Linked DNA regions of Sus scrofa: region 1 is linked to region 2. The links are chromatin contacts, called in public HiChIP or PLAC-seq maps. All regions are on one chromosome and are shown on one strand. The core of a region is the stretch at or near the end of the contact, and the rest is flanking DNA. Distances in the headings are between cores, read along the strand shown. Region 1 has its middle 280 kb from the start of SUPT3H. Region 2 overlaps RUNX2 (runt-related transcription factor 2).

What was found. HiChIP or PLAC-seq counts read pairs in DNA pulled down with a chosen protein or histone mark.
Region 1: an H3K27ac HiChIP or PLAC-seq map of alveolar macrophages shows a contact between it and region 2. The contact joins two enhancer-like sites. A contact is called at or near these places in 2 of 47 Hi-C or Micro-C datasets (embryonic fibroblasts and fibroblasts) and 1 of 2 datasets of contacts at active chromatin or transcription factors (alveolar macrophages).

The regions. Positions count from the first base shown.
Region 1 is chr7:40,441,967-40,446,500 of Sscrofa11.1, reverse strand. No RefSeq gene overlaps it. Among named protein-coding and RNA genes, the nearest start is that of SUPT3H, 280 kb to the right of the region's middle. Within about 2 kb of position 1,585, at least 11 of the 83 cell types and tissues checked have an H3K27ac peak or open chromatin away from gene starts, as enhancers often do. A contact at or near this core is called in alveolar macrophages and embryonic fibroblasts, where this site is marked.
Region 2 is chr7:40,228,636-40,232,910 of Sscrofa11.1, reverse strand. All of the region lies in intron 5 of RUNX2 (runt-related transcription factor 2), which reads right to left. Among named protein-coding and RNA genes, the nearest start is that of SUPT3H, 70 kb to the right of the region's middle. Within about 2 kb of position 1,445, at least 40 of the 83 cell types and tissues checked have an H3K27ac peak or open chromatin away from gene starts, as enhancers often do. A contact at or near this core is called in alveolar macrophages and embryonic fibroblasts, where this site is marked.

The sequences.
Region 1 (4,534 bases), core at 336-2,835, 210 kb before region 2:
CTCCAGGGTTGAACAATTTCCAAATCCACCCTTTTAATCCTTTCTCCTGGAAGGGCACTCACCTTTGAACTTTATTTTTTAAAACTATCTTTAAAAAATTACAGTAACCGGCACAGACCAGACCCTGTTGCAGCCCAGGCTCCCTGCCCACCTCACCCCCTCAATAAGAGAGCTCACCCAAGGGGCCATCTCGCTTGTAAAAAAAAAAAAAAAAAAAAAAAAACTGGCTGCTTGATGAACCTGATGGAAAGAGCCAGGCTGTAAAAGACAGCATTGGGGCTTTAACAAGGCCAGGAGTTCAGAGTGGAGCCAGCTGGGTAGTCTGAACCAACCCAAAGGTTTTAGAACCCAGGGTCCCACAGAGCTGGGACGCCACCAAGAATGTGAAAAGGGAGGGACAGTCTGGCTGGGAGTGGAGATCACTGGAGCCCCCGCACTGCCAGCTCCCAGATGCAAATCCACAGGGGGAGCGAGAGGCCAGGACAGCTGTGCCTGGCACCTGGGGGCCCTGGGTCCTGTTCACACGACTAGGCTCCAAGACCCCCTGGGGTGGGGCAGGTAGACACACATGTGTCCCCTCACCAGCTCAGCTGGACCAGCATCTCAGGGAAGAAGACCCCCAACCCCCCTGGCTTGTGTTTGTGACAATGCCAAGCTGTTTACCCATGGGGAACAAGGAAGCAGAGGGGCACCCCATCTGGGAAGGAGGGTGGGGCGATGGCCCGATTTCCCAAGGCCAGAAGCAGCAAGGGTCTGACCAGGGTGTTCCCTGAGTCAGCAGCCCAGCGGACGAGAGGGCTCAGCATCCCTCCGGACCCTCCACTGACCTCTGATCAAAGTGGCAATGCCAGCTTTGGACATGCTTGGTAAACATCTAGGAGACAGATGACCCTGTCGTTCTCAGCATTCCGCACCCCCCTAGAAGGACCCTCATTCTGCACATCTGATGCCTCTGGCATCTGTTGCCACCTATAACACAATCCCACCCCCTCCCCTGCCCCCGAACTTCGAAGCAAAGCTTCCGAAGAGATGGCTCTCCGAGTTCCCTTACTGCCCCGTCCTTTCTCTCAAAAATTCCTTGGATGTCAGACCTCCCAGCAGTGCCGCTGTGTCTCTCCCGGGGAAAACTTTTCTAATTTGAGTCCGAGCTTTCCCTTTTCTTCCTGTCATGCCATCCCTCCTAATGATAAGCCTTTGTGCCAGGTCCAATTATACACAAAGCTCAAAGGAGCAGCCCCAACTTTAAACTTGGCCCTGGCCATTGGAAGGGGACGTCTCGGGCATCTTGCTTAGCCCAGAAGGAAAGACATTGTTCTCCAAGGGGAAACAAAGCCAAGGAGAGAGGGAAACGCTCTTGCAAAAATAAAAGTCAAGAATGAAGCCACAGACCACGCTGGCCGCCCCAGGACACTGGGGCCCAAGGACGATACTGCATCTGTGAGGACTCTGCCCTGCCCCCAGCATGCAGAAGCAGCAGAAAGGCTCTGATTTTTCCTTTTTTAAACACTTCCCTGACCCTACCTACGCTCTCCCTGCAGGGTCAGCAGAGGGTGAGATGAGAGCATTCGCCGGGAATTTCCTGACTTCTGCGAATTTTTCTCAAGATCTGGCCATGAGTCAACGGGAGGCACTGTGACACATGGTATGACTTGCAGTGCCCCCCCCTCCCTTCTGGAACACCCTGAAAAGCATCTCTCGGTTGAGTAACTGAGGACGAAAATTCATAAGCCTCCCCCGCCCATCCCCCAACTTACCCTGCCTATTGCCCCACACTTAGAGGAGATGAGGATGTATATTGAATCAGGATATTCATATTTTCTAGAAGTACAGAGAGTGCCTTTCACTTCTTTTGCAGAATTAAGCTCTCTTGTATGATGTCTGTTGGTCTTTATGTTTGGGGTGTTTAAAGAACGGGGCAGGGGAGGGGGCAATGAGAAGAGGCGGGGAGGAGAAAGAAGATCACTGCTCAGGTTTCCACTGTCCTGAGAAGATCTGGGGGTCTAGACCGTGCCGTGAAAGGACCAAGTGAGCTGGATCAGGTTGGCGGGTGGATGCATCTGTTCAATGTTACTGATGTTGACAATAAATCTGAAATAACCAAGCAAAGCCGAGTGATTATGATTTCACATGTGAATTATCTGACTGCCAGGACTGGGACTTTGCTAGCAGAGACCAATGACGACCAGTCTCTGCTACTGATGGTTTATAATTCCTCTCAGAGTTGGGAGAGAAGGGCTTGGATCAATAACATCTTTCAACAGATTTTACAATTAAAATGAAGAGCATTCACCCAGCCATGAAAAAGAATGAAATTGTGCTGTCTGCAGCAACATGGATGGAGCGATAGTGATATTATGCTAAGTGAAATGTCAGACAGAGAAAGACAAATACTGTATGATAGCACTTGAATGTGGAATCTACAAATAACATAAGCCAGTAAATATACCCAAAAGAATCAGACTCACAGTTACAAAGAACGAACCAGTGGTTACGAGTGAGAAAAAGAAAGATGGGGTAGGGACAACTTAGGGGCAGAGGATTAAGAGAGGCAAACTACCGTGGGAAAAAATAGATAAGCGATAAGGACATAGCGGACAGCACAGGGAATTACTGCCATTATTTTGTCCTAACTTTTAATGGAGGATGATCTGTCAAAATACTGAATCACTCTGCTGCACACCTGAAACTAATATAATATTTCAAATCACCTATACTTCATTACTTAATTTAATTGCTTTAATTAATTTATTAATTTAATCCCGTTAATGAATGGTAGTGCTGAAACTGCTAAGCGTTTGTGGAGCCTGGCCTCACGTTTCGCACATGTGGCAGCTTTTTGCAAACTCTGGTGTGCCAGGTGAACGGCAAGGAATTACCATCCTTGGGGTGCATTAACACCCCTTCTGTGGGACCAAAAAAGATGTCGCCTTTTATCAATAGAGCAGAGAATTTCTAAAGGTCCTGGTGAGGTTTGGGGGCCAGTGTCTCCAGGCTTCTCTTTCAAATGCAGAACACTCAGGGTAGATACCCAGGGAGTCATGGAGGAAAATGAGGCCCTTTGTGCCTTGAAGTCACATCCCCTCTCCTTAGACCCCCAGAAAGGACCTGAGGGTCCTGGGTTGTAGAAAGTCGAACTTGAGAAGGAAAATCCCAACCAGAAGCAAAAGCTCTCAGAGCTCCTACCCCTCTGCTCTGAGGTAAACGGGAGACAAAATATTTCAAGCAAGGTGAAGAAGGTCATTTTCCTCTTCTCCGTCTCCCTTTCTTCTCCTTCCCCTACTCCGTCTGCCCTTCCCTTCTCCTCATCGCATCATCATCCAAAGAGACAACCCTTCAGTTGTCTTCTGCTGGAAAAAAAACGTTCTTCTGCATTGCTGACTTTTCACAGTCAAGGCAAAGCAAGAGAATTAAATGAAGCTGTTGTGTACAAAGGAACTGAATCTTAATGAACTCTGATTTTTAAATTTTCAAGAAATGTATTGTATATTATATAGTTTACACTTTTATTTTAAATTTTTATTTTAAAATATATATCTATTTTTGTAACTAATAGAAACTTTCCTTTTCCTAGCTGACTATTTACCAACTTTTGTATGCTGTGCTTGTGGAGATGTGGGCCCAGGGAGGTTGGGGGCGGGGGGGCTCTGTGGGAGCCGGGATTTCTCTGAGCCCAGGGAAAGCTTCTCTTACTGGCTGGCCCTGGAAACACTGTCCTTCAAACTCTCCATGCTGTGGGGCCCCTAGACCCGAAATGAGCAAACCCCTCTTCCCTCCCATGGGCAGACGATGAGGTTGAATCCTTGCAAATTTGTAAAGGGTTTTAAGGTCCTTGGATTAAAGACGGTATGTGAGAGAAGAAAATCCGATCCCAGAGTGGAATCCCAGCCGGCTGTGTCCCGCTCTGCTCCTCTGCTCCCCCTCAACCCCCGCCTTCTCCCCCCCACCCCCGCACCTTGTGTCTTACAAGACTTGGAACAAGGACCATGAGCTATGAGAGCTTCAGAAAACCTTTAAGTCATTTCTTGGCCTGCTCTCCTTTACCTTTTAATAAATTCTGTTTCTATTCCTGCTTTTTTTCTTCTTCATGCAGCCAAAACCTTTCCCCTGCTGATGTGGATTAGCCAGCTGGTTGGAGATGGGCTCCCTCCCACGTTGCTGTGTCCGGATCCTGCCCCTACCCCACCCCCATCTCTCCTGCCCCCCCATTTCTCCTTTGCCTGTGCTCCCCATGGCACCCCCTGTTTTGAACACGCTATACGTTTTAATAACGTCACACTCATTCGAATCTGACCCCTTGGCTGTAAAATTTGCTCTGACTCTTGGACCGGCTCTCACTCAATCCAAGCCTGGTGCCTTCTCAGGGGTGTGGGCCACTGGGCGGTGACAGAGCAGGGCCCTGCTGTCCCCAGGGAGGCTCTTCCCCACTCAAGGCCTCCTTACATCAGTGTCCCATGTGGAATGTGGGAAAACACCCAGACAGCTGCTGGGGCAGCCGTGAGACAGTGGCCAAGAATGCCCCTTGGCCTGGCCACAG
Region 2 (4,275 bases), core at 196-2,695:
GTCACATATAACCTTGAATTGATATTTTCAACGGATGTGCTTTTTTATGCACTCTCTCAATTTCCAAGAATTATCAAAAAACATGAGCAATCCTTTTCTTTTCTCTTCTTTTCTTTTTGGCTTTTTAGGGCCACACCCCCAGCATACAGAAGTTCCCGGGCTAGGGGTTGAGTCAGAGCTACAACTGCCAGCCTATGCCACAGCCACAGCAACCCAGGATCCCAGCCGTGTCTGCTACCTACACCACAGCCCACGGCAATGCCAGATCCCTGACCCATTGATCGAGGCCAGGGATCAAACCCGCATCCTCATACATACTACTCAGATTCATTTCCACTGAGCCACAACAGGAACTCCAAGCAATTATTTTCCACACTTGCCTACATACAAGCTTCTGAGATTTTATGGGAAGACCAAAGATCAGTTTTAGTTGACACATGCCAGGTAGGGACAAGTATGACTCCAAAGACCAACATTAGGAATCTTTTTCTCTCTGTTATTTTAAAGTATTTCCCAGTCTCCTCTGGTCCAGCCCTTCCTGAAGAAAATGCTACAGTACAAACAAAAGAGAAGTAGTTCAGTAATCTACCAGGAATTCTCCTGGGAAGAAAAACTTCTTTCTTATAAAATAAATAAAGCCCCCCCCCAGTATGTTTTCCTCTCAAGTCCCTGTTTTAAGAATGAATGATTTCTGACTTTCAATGCGACAGAAACGGATGACACACTGGGATCCAGTCTGTGTGTCTGCAGAGCCCACATCGCTTGAAAACCTGCCATGCTCGATTTAGTTACAAGTCAATATAGCCACGGCAACCCCTGTCTGTGGACAAGGTGCTCTCACTGGGCAAGCCGCAGTCCTTGCAAACCCATGTCCAACACAGTGAGAGAGCACATGCGGGGCTGGGGAGGCAGGCGGGGAGTGCAAAGGAGGGACGCGAGCATGTTTTAACGGCTGCGATAATTTGCCATGAAAGGATGTGAAGGCCGGGCTCCTTGCTGCAGCATGCCATGTGCTGCTGACTTCAATTACTGCCCTGCCGTCTGCGAGCGGAGGAATGTGTAAACAGGCCATATAGCCTTGCATCAGTTCCACAGAATGTTGCACAACACAAAAATGCCTCTCGATGTGTCATTTCCTTCTTGGCCATCTTCCCAGCTCCTGACAGTCAGTCAACAGAAGAAAAAAAAAAAAAAAAAGGGGGGGGGACTAAAAGAGATTTAAAACTGCTCTTCTCAAGAGTACATGCTACCAGCCAGCAGACTCACCTCCACCAGCGCTTCTGGCTCCCCCTCACCATCCTCCTTCAGGAAAGGGGGAAAAAGGAACTGTTGTTTGAACTGTTCTTATTCTCTTAAGCCAAAGATTTTCCACGATGTTCTGTAGGCTAGGGCCCAAATGATTCATGTTTATGACCATCCAACTGCTGCGTGTGTTTGCTGACGCATAAGTATCCACACGTAGCATTTACCCATCATGTCCATGCCTTGGGCTCTTCGGAGGAAAGGAAGAACCAGGGGGAAACCGCAAGTCAAGAAGTTAAGGGCTCCTGAGTTCCCGTTATGGCTCAGTGGTTAATGAATCCGATTATGAACCGTGAGGTTGTGGGTTCGATCCCTGGCCTTGCTCAGTGGGTTAAGGATTAGCGTTGCAGCATTGCTGTGGCTGTGGCGTAGGCCAGCAGCTACAGCTCCGATTAGACTCCTAGCTTCGGAACCTCCATAGGTCTCGGATGCAGCCCTAAAAAGACCCCCCCCAAAAAATGTTAAGGGCTCTTTGGCAGCAACACGGATGGACTTGGAGAGCATTCTGCTAAGTGAAGCAGTCAGACAGAAAGGCAAATACTGTATGATATCACTTATACATGGAATCTGAAACAATTCAGCAAACTAGTGAATAAAACAAAAAGGAAGCAGACTCACAGAGAGAACAAACGAGTGGTTACTAGTGGGGCGAGGGGCAATATAGGGGTAAGGGAAAAAGAAAAGGGTTAATATGGGATTAGGTGAAATCACATGCATAAAACTTTTGAAAACTGTATAGCACTACAGATTTTAAAGACTCTTTCGTGCAATAAAAAAAATTGATTTCCCACTTAAAAAAAAAAAAAAGTTCATGCCTTTTCTACTCATGCCTCCCACCAAAGACTGAAACTCATGCCTGCGGCATCAAGAGTACAGCATGAAGCTTACCGAGGGTTTTGCAAATCATCTTCACAAACGGCAAGAACGCGAACACAAGAACTGGGTCCAGCCTGGATCAAAGAGCCTGCAAACAATCCTTCTGCCATCCCTCCATCCAACACACTTTACGTGGCCCCCATCTTCCTGCTCATGGGACCAACCTCTATAAAAGCATCCACCACTGACAAATAAGCAAGGGTCAAAGGCCAGCCACCATCAAAAGCCTATTCCTTCACCCAAAGAGGGTGAAGAGGAGTGGAGAATAAAAGCCAGCTGCTGCAGACACCAGCTAGAATGAGGAAGAGAAAATGCCAAGCCTGTCACTCTCACCAGCTTTTACCAGGCTGCAGACCGGTCTCACAACTGGGTGGAACAGCAGGGGAGAAAAATGAGCCGGTTCCATGGGGAGGCGTCTCTGTTCTGATTAAGTCTGTTACCTTCCATTGATAAGGGAGAAACATCTGCCACCAGAAGCGCCACCAAGAATACAGAAGAATAAAATGTTCTCTGAAGAATTCCAAATGTGCTGATGCACTGGGCATAGGTGAGGAAGAGCAAGCAGGGAAAGAAAAGAGTTTGGCTGCAGGATGGAAGCCTGACAAGCTGGGCGAAGCAGGGTGCTGTGACAGTCCCAGAAACATGCACACGCATAAGCACGCACACACACAATACCCTGTGCATCCAGATAAGCTCTCACTCACCTAAGTGCCAGCCCTACTGGAGTCACAAAAGAAGCCGAGCAGAGCAGAGGTGCAGCCTTGCAGTCAAAGCCTGCAGGAAAAGAGCTGGCTGGTGGGAAAGAAAAGGCAGGCCTTCCCACCAGGTCAGGACAGGGAGCTGGTCAGCAGTGACTGGTAGCATCCCAGCACAGACGACAGGGAGCTCCCGTCGTGGCGGATGGGAAATGAATCCTACTAGTATCCATGAGGATGCAGGTTCAATCCCTGGCCTTACTCAGTAGGTTGGGGATCCAGCGTTGCCGTGAGCTATGGTGTAGGTCGCAGATGTGGTTCAGATCCCACATTGCTGTGGCTATGGGTATAGCTCTGATTCAACCCCTAGCCTGGGAACTTCCATATGCTGAGAGTGCAGCCCTAAAAAAGCAAAAAAGGAAGACAGATGACAGCTTTGGTCACTCCTCAAAAGTAACTATGACTTAGAGTGCATACAAAACCCATGTATGTTAGGTATCAGGTTTGCGAGCGTGCTGGCAAGAAAGAATTTTGTAAGCTGGGTGACAGAAAGTATAAAACCTCCAGGCTTGTTCGTTTGAGGATTTATAAGATTCTTCGGCTACAGACCTGGCATGTGGCCGAGCAAGGGAAACAACCTCTTTATGTTCAAACATCTAACGTTCTTCTCAGCATTGATCTGGCTTGGCTAAATACTGACTTGCTGATATAAAACACCACTCTTTTTTTTTTTTTTTTTTTTTTTTTTTTTTTGTCTTTTGTCTTTTTTTTGTTGTTGTTGTTGTTGTTGCTATTTCTTGGGCCGCTCCCGCGGCATATGGAGGTTCCCAGGCTAGGGGTTGAATCGGAGCTATAGCCACCGGCCTACGCCAGAGCCACAGCAACTCGGGATCCGAGCAGCATCTGCAACCTACACCACAGCTCACGGCAACGCCGGATCGTTAACCCACTGAGCAAGGGCAGGGACCGAACCCGCAACCTCATGGTTCCTAGTCGGATTCATTAACCACTGCGCCATGACGGGAACTCCTAAAACACCACTCTTAATTCATCTGATATGTACTGAATCAGTCCAATTCAGAGTGAAGCTACTATCACTGAAGCTTGGAGTCACCTTGTAGAACTTGCAATGTCTCCCAGATTCAAAAAGTCAGGAGATGTTTCGGGAGATGGTAACTCACACATTTATGTCAGGAGTTCCAGCTGTGGTTCAACAGTAAAGAACCCAACTAGGAACCATGAGGATTTGAATTTGATCCCTGGCCTTGCTCAGTGGGTTAAGGATCCAGCATTGCCATGAGCTGTGGTATAGGTCATAGATGGGGCTTGGATCCCATGATGCTGTGGCTGCGGTATAGGCCAGCAGCTGCAGTACCGATTCGACCCTTAGCCTGCAAACTTC